Linked DNA regions of Mus musculus: region 1 is linked to region 2. Evidence: chromatin contacts called from public Hi-C data. All regions are on one chromosome and are shown on one strand. Each heading gives the region's core, a stretch centred on a gene start, on an enhancer-like site or on the middle of the called end of the contact. The rest is flanking DNA. Distances are from core to core; before and after follow the strand shown. Region 1 has its middle 31 kb from the start of 4922502H24Rik. Region 2 has its middle 3.9 kb from the start of Gm41040.

The links. Hi-C and Micro-C count contacts between places; a contact is called where the count stands out from the background.
Region 1: a Hi-C map of uterus shows a contact between it and region 2, with 3 times the contacts expected there. The contact joins two enhancer-like sites. A contact is called at or near these places in 1 of 484 Hi-C or Micro-C datasets (uterus) and 1 of 9 other capture datasets (embryonic stem cells).

What each region holds. Positions count from the first base shown.
Region 1 is chr13:101,426,331-101,430,091 of GRCm38.p6, reverse strand. No RefSeq gene overlaps it. Among named protein-coding and RNA genes, the nearest start is that of 4922502H24Rik, 31 kb to the right of the region's middle. Within about 2 kb of position 2,106, at least 38 of the 459 cell types and tissues checked have an H3K27ac peak or open chromatin away from gene starts, as enhancers often do. A contact at or near this core is called in uterus, where this site is marked.
Region 2 is chr13:100,858,137-100,861,678 of GRCm38.p6, reverse strand. No RefSeq gene overlaps it. Among named protein-coding and RNA genes, the nearest start is that of Gm41040, 3.9 kb to the left of the region's middle. Within about 2 kb of position 1,803, at least 14 of the 459 cell types and tissues checked have an H3K27ac peak or open chromatin away from gene starts, as enhancers often do. A contact at or near this core is called in uterus, where this site is marked.

The DNA.
Region 1 (3,761 bases), core at 857-3,356, 570 kb before region 2:
AGACATTATTTCACCTAGAAGGAGCACAGACACAAAAGGTACATACTGGAGCCATTAACATGAGATATCTCAAAGAAGGTGAGGCTGGAAAGTGAGTTAGTGACTGCCTGGGACTGGAGGTGGATATAGGAGATCTCACAGCAGGGGTGGAATTCTTTAAAATTGGATGGTTGGCATACGGCCTAACTCGGTATATTGACAAAAGCACTGGATTGTTAAAACAGGTGACATTTATTAGATACAAATTATAGTGCACTAAATTTGTTAAAAGTTATTAATAACCAAAGAAAATTCAATGATAGATGATTATAAAACTAAGTTTTTGGTTTCAACATCAAAATGCTTTCTATTCTTGGCTAACTCTGAGAGAAAAGCAGGCAAATGATTCTGTCACTAATGTCTTTTCTGGAAGCATCAAATGCTCTATTAACTGAAAAAATAGTTTAAAACAGCCCAACTATATACCCAGAGGAAAAGCTGCATTTCTTCTCTACATATCCTTTGAAGAAGATATCCCATCTTTAAAATAATAATAATAATAATAATAATAATAATAATAATAATAATGAATCTCTTCTCAAAAAGAATCAGTCCTGGAAAAGATATTTGAAGGTCAGATATTGGGAAAGTCATCTAAGATATTTTCCCAAAAAGATCTTTTCCAAAAGGAAGGAAGAAAATGAAGAAGATGGGAGAGAAGAGGAATAGGAAAGAAGGGAGTGGGGGAGAGAAGGAGCAACAGGAGGAGGAGGAGGAGGAGGAGGAGGAAGAAGAGGAGGAGAAGAAAAAGCCATAGAGGAGGCAACCCATAAAATGTAAAGAGACTCAAGGCAGCCTCCAAGACTAAAGTCTCAAGAGTCAATGAACTAGATCCCAGTCACATCTACCCTGGGGCCAATATCAAGGGGCAGGGCCCCTGTGCCTCTTTTCCATTAGCACAGCTGGTCCAGTACTTTCCTCTTTAATACATACAAAAAATCCCACAGGACTCCAAGCGACAGCCTAGGTGTCCCTGAAGTTTATAAGCACTAGGAGCCACTACAGGGACACAGTGGCTGGCCCCAGATAGCCAGTGACATAGGGAACCCTCTATGTCTGTGAGGAAGTCCCAATCAATCTTCAGCCAAGTGCAAACCTATCTCTGCAATTGGTTCCTGAACCACCTGGTGCAGCTTATCTTCATTCCGGGGGTATGGTCGCCTGCACATCCTGTTTCTTTTCTCTTTTCTCCACCGCTCTTCTTTCAGCCGAGAGCTTGCCAATCATCAGACAGTTAATCCCGTGAAGAAAAGAGGCAAACGGCAAGATTTTAGAACATGTATCTGCAAACCCAAAACTTATGGCTGCTTCTGCCCTGGGTAGCCTCAAAGCAACAAGTGACTTCTGAAGTCAACGTCTAATCAATGCTGTGACATTCAGTGTGTGTGTGTGGGGGGGGGGGGGTTGAAGTCAAGTGGGCCATGCAGAGAAAAGGAATTGGGGAGATGGCATGAGGCTAGTTGTCTCTTAAGAACTGAGATTGTTTCTTTCTGGGCAGAAAAAGGTGGTATGAGAAATAAGCCTTCACAAGCTGACACAAGAGACAGGTTTTTTTGGTAATGTTCATTTCACCTGCAAAGGCTCTGAATGCCCATCAGACAAAGGTTGCTTGTTTCTCCGCAGACTGAGTGATAGCATGGACTTGGCTGTGGGGACTGCATAGGTGTTTGGCCACTGTGAATGCATGGGCTTGGGGAAGAGCTTGCCAAATCCCGTTACGGTTTATGGAAGTCAGGAAGCCATAGATTCCCAACTCTGGTCCCATTTCTCAAGTTCCACTGAAGGTTTTGTGCTTGTAGTTGACTGGCTTTTTTTGTATTTTGATTTTTCATTAACACAGAAGGCTTGCTGTTGGCAATCACACCCTGGAATGTCCTTGTTGGAGCTTAACATTCCAGTACATTCTACGTTGCCTAATGATGAAGTTGTGGTTTGCCAGGAAAGGATTGTTAACGCTTTCCTTCTAGAACTGGGTAGAACTATCCCCGTGCAAACCTCAGCTAGTTCAAACAGAGCTTCTGTAATGGCAGGGGGAGAGAAAAGCTGCTATAAATACTTTTATGGGCTGCAGAGGTGATTTACAACCGGCTTTATTAATCCTATAAAAAGGCACAGCTGAACGCCTTTGAGTTGCATGCGTACAGATGACTAATTAAATACACAGTTAAAAGCCTTGACCCAGCACAATTCTGACCATTAAAGAAATAAGTCTTGAATTCCCCTCCAGGCAGAAGGGTTTTTTTTTTTTTTTTTTTGGATGGATTTGTGGGTGGAAAGGGGTGGGAGATCTGTAGAAGGGGGAAGTGGACATTGTGATGAATCATGGAAGGTAGAGCAAACAAGGGGAAGAAGTTTAGTTACCATTTTCCCCTACTCATAATGGCAGCAGTATGTCTGCCCCAGGCTGCCAAAGGCCGCTTTGGCTGATCTCTGACAGCACCAAGGTTGTGGTTGGTGTGAGGAGGACGAAGGAAAGCACAGAGGCAGTAGTAGGGAAGATAGAATCCCAATGTTGATGGGTAGACAAAGCAGCCCAACCTTGTCTTGCTCACGTGCTCGCTCCACTCGGCTCCCATAGTGAATTTCTGCGCTCAGAAACTGAGGCTCAAGGATGAAAAGTGATTTTGTTTGTTTGTTTGTTTGGTTTGTTTGTTTGGTTTGTTTTGTTTTGTTTTCCATTTCCAAATTTTGTTTAATTAGGTATTTTCTTCATTTACATTTCAAATGCTATCCCAAAAGTCCTCCATACCCCACCACCACTCCCACTTCTTGAACCTGGTGTTCCCCTGTACTGAGGCATATAAAGTTTGCAAGATCAAGGCCCAATGTTGGCTGACTAGGCCATCTTCTGCTACACATGCAGCTAGAGACACGGGCTCCAGGGGTACTGGTTAGTTCATATTGTTGTTCCACCTATAGGGTTGCAGACCCCTTTAGCTCCTTGGGTACTTTCTCTAGCTCCTCCATTGGGGGCCCTGTGATCCATCCAATAGCTGACTGTGAGCATCCACTTCTGTGTTTACCAGGCACTGGCTTAGTCTCACAAGAGACAGCTATATCAGGGTCGAAAGGTGATTTCCAACTAGCAGCTAGATTAATTAAGGGCAAGGCCAGGACAGGGACCCAGAAGTGACCTCTAAAACATTCCCCCTTTAGGAGACAACCATCCATTCCTCCTCCAGCCCTGTTGCCAGGAGACACAACGTGTTTCAGTGTGGGGAGAGGGGATTAGCAGAAGGCAAGTAAGGTAGGCTGTGATTCCAAAGGAAAATGTTTGCCAAACCATCTATCAGAGACATAAAAGGCCCTTTCAGTTTTCAGGTTCTTGGAAGGGACTGGAAGAGGAGGGAGTGGCCTTTCCCATCAGGGGACAAGCTGTAACAATTCTTCTATCAGCTCCGTGAGGTTTGCTTTGGTAGTTGGCCCCTTCACAAAGTCTGGCTCTGTGAAAATACTTTGAGAAGCTCCCATACCAAGCTGTGAACGTGTGCTGCAAGACCAGACCGCTGGGTCGGGGTGTTGGGTAGACTGCTGTAGGGTTATGTAAGCCAGCCAAATGCTTTCCCTGCAATGTCAAGGGTGCCTCCCAACCCCACCACTACTCAAATTAGGAGAATGGCTGAGGAGTTTTTTTCTTTTCCCATCAAATAGCTCTACCTGCTTTGAATTTGGATTCTGGGGTAGCATCATTAATTCCAGTAGGAATAACAAGCTTTCTTCCC
Region 2 (3,542 bases), core at 554-3,053:
CAGGCTGGCCTCGAACCCCGAAATCCGACTGCCTCTGCCTCTGGAGTGCCGGAATTAAAGGTGTGCTTCAACCACACCCAGTTTCTGCATGTAAATTTTAATCTATGCTTCGCTAAATCAAGAGTGTTGGGGTTTGGTCTAATGCTTGTAGTAGGGTAATTGAGTTCCCAAAACTGCACGAGAATCCACCTGTGTCCTCATGTAAGACGCTGGGGGTCTTGCCCCTAGTTGGTTTTGATTGGTAAATAAAGTTGCCTGTGGTCAATGACTGGGCAGAGAGACAGAGGCAGGACTTTTAGGATTCCCCGGCAAGGGACAGAGGCAGAAGGAAAGAGAGAGCCGCCATGCCATGCCGGGAAAAGAGTAAAGATCAGCCTGAGAGGTGCAGAGCAGAGAGCATAGCCATCACGGAGGAGTCGGGGAGCGTGGCCCAGGAGTATGCAGGTCTGGATTGGGGAAGCAAAGATGGAGTAGAGGTTTTAGTAAGTGATGAGTCAGGATTATCAGAAAGTACATCGGCCATGTGAAGATTTGGAAGTGATACAGCCACTGAGCTGTTTAAGGCATATTAAAATATAAGGGTGTGTGTGTCTGTCTGTCTGTCTGTGTCTTTCATCCCGGAACCCAGAACATTAATTAGGGCAGGTAGTGAGTAATGCGCCGCCACCTCTGCGCATTTGAGTAGGGATTAATTGGCTGCTACTACACAAGAGCTCCACTCCAAACCTTACAAAACCTACACTACAATCCTCCAGTCCAGAAAAAACAAACAAACATTTAATAAACATCTGGACTCCTGAATAAACACACAATTCCTTGTAAACCTAGGTGGTCTGCTAAAACCTTCTAAATGATAAGCATGTCTTAAAGGACCGTTTGAGAAAGGTAAAGCAGAAAGGGGTAGGTTGATGACAGCTTGGGTACATAGGCCATCAAGCCTCACCTAGCCTTAGCTTGCAGCTGTGCCAGGGAGGAAGACCACTGGAGAGCACATTGCTGCACAAGCCATCAGACAGAAGACCTCAAAGTTCAAACTGGGGGAGAAACAAAAAGCAGCAGGACTCGTATCCATGGAAAGCTCCTGGTTGTGGCAAGTGGTGTTCCAGTTACAAACAGAAGCCACCCAGTGCTGCTTGTTATCCCAAAAGAACCTCAAGACAGCTGAGGGTAACAGGACACACCTGGGATACAGCACCGGGAGGGAGATGCAGGAGGATCGGGAATTCAAAACCAGCCTGGGCTACATGAAACACAATCTCAAAATAAAATAAATCTCCTAGAAACTAGGGAAAAGAATAGCAATGCAATCTTCAGACAGGCTATCCACAAATCACCTCAAACACAGAAAGAACAAAGGGAGTTTAGAATCACAGATAAGGCATATCACGATTGGAAGAACTGACAGCACACTCCTTCTTTAAATTTTGTTTCATGTGTGTGGATGTTCTGCCTGCCTGCATGTATGTATGCCTGTGTACCACATGTGTGCTTGGTATCCACAGAGGCCAGAAGAGGGCATCAGATCCCCTGGAACTATAGTAACAGATAGTTGTGAGCCACCACGTAGGTCCAGGGGATTGAATCCAGGTTCTCTGGAAGAGCAGTCAGCATTCTCAACCATTAGACCATCTCTCTAGCCCTATATCACTTTTCCTTCCTTAGCCAGCCAAACTACCAAGTCAGAAAAAGCCATCCACCCTCGACGTAAGCATTTAAACTCAGCATTTGATAGACATGCTCATCCAAGAGAGAGAAAAGGGGCCCAGCTGATCACAAAGATTGACGCTAGTTACGAGTGAGCACAAGCCCAGAGCATTAGTAGTGCAGGACTCTGTCTTCAGCTTTGAGCCGTTCACTGAGTAACAGCTGAGTATACAGCTGGCTTATTTATGCACTTTTTGACGGCTAAGGACGGGAGCCAAGATATGGGTGGGAGATTGAAGATCCAGGGACCCCAACATCAAGCCAAACTTCACAAAACTTTGCATTGAAATTAACATGAAAGCATAACATTTAAACGTTTTCACACATAAAAGCATAGTTATTAAGAAGAAATGATCAAGCCTCCAATTGAACTCAGTGGGGTTAAATTCTTGCTTTTATTTTTTTTTTCCCTCTTGCCAAAATCTACCATCTGTACAACAGATGAATTTTCTTAGAGGAAAAAAAAGTATATAAATTTATAAGAATAAAGAGTACTAAAGAAGAAGCAAGCAGAAGAAGAAGAGACGTGAGCAACTCTGAAACCCAGAAAATACCTAATAACTAAGTTGACAAAGCCCGTCTCCAGAAACAAAGCCTAAAAACAGGAAGTGGAATGATAGGCTAACTCATGCCCGGGGATCCCAGTGGGTTCTCCCCACACACTGCAGAAGAAATGCTGAGGCAGCGTGAACAGTGGATATGCTTGGTCAGCACTCAGCAGCACCCCTGGTAGGACCTAGACTAGGTTCTTCCTGAGTACTGCAGAAGAGAGAACTGAAGCAGAGAGAACTGCAGTGTAGGTGGACGTCGTGTAGCAGTATGATCGTCCTGCCTTGCCCATGGTTTTGCCTTTAGAAGTCTCGGTTCCCTGCCACTAATCATGGTCCAACAATATGAAAATGACATACTCTAGGGATAAAGAACGTATACGTTTTTAATTGCACGCTGTTTTCACTAGCATGCCCTATCCTGCTCTAGACTGTCCAAGAAGCAACTTATCCCTGGTAGCCATACTACCTAGTCACCTGCCACCCCTAGTCACTCAATATCCAGCTAGGTCTCAGATCAACGTGTTGAGGATTGATCCTAATGCTTTGAGTTAATCCGGCCCTCTAAAGCGGGAATCTGCGTGTCCAACTGCTGAAGGTTCTTGTCCCCAATTGGCTTTTGATCGATCAATAGAGAGCCAACGGCCAATGACTAGGCAGGTAGACTGAGGTGGGACCTTTGGATTTGTGTGGACTAGGAACAGGAGAAAGGAAAGAGAGGGAGAATCACAATGACTTGGAGGAGAAGGGTGGAACATAAGAGCTGCAGGAGAGAAAGCCAACCAGCCACGCACGTAAGAATTCAGGTGAGGGGTCACTGGCCACTTCCCCATTGGGCCCTGGGTAGCAGAGGAAGGTTTAGGAATCTCAGGAGTGCCGAAGGGGAGCGTTTGCTAGCAGGGGAAGGTTCAGGAGTGCCCACCCTTTGAGCTAGCCATGGCATATCATAAATTAACTGACATGTGTGGGTGTGTCTTTCATTCGAGACTCCAAAGAGATCCTGTGGGTGGGTGGCTGGGAGCCCAACCTACTGGGAACCAAAGCAGTGTGGCTTAAACGCACTGCTACATCAACTGTCATTCATACGTAGGAGGGAAGAGTGAAGTGTTTCCAACACACCTGGACACTTGCCTGACAATATCATCTTCGCTTTTATTCCCGTTCAGTACTCAAAAGAGAATCACATCCATACTGTTGTCAGTTCTGCAAGCGACATAGACTAACCAGGCCACAGTACGGTCTCCAAATCCAGAGTGACCCCCTCAAAATGACATCACTTATCAAAATACC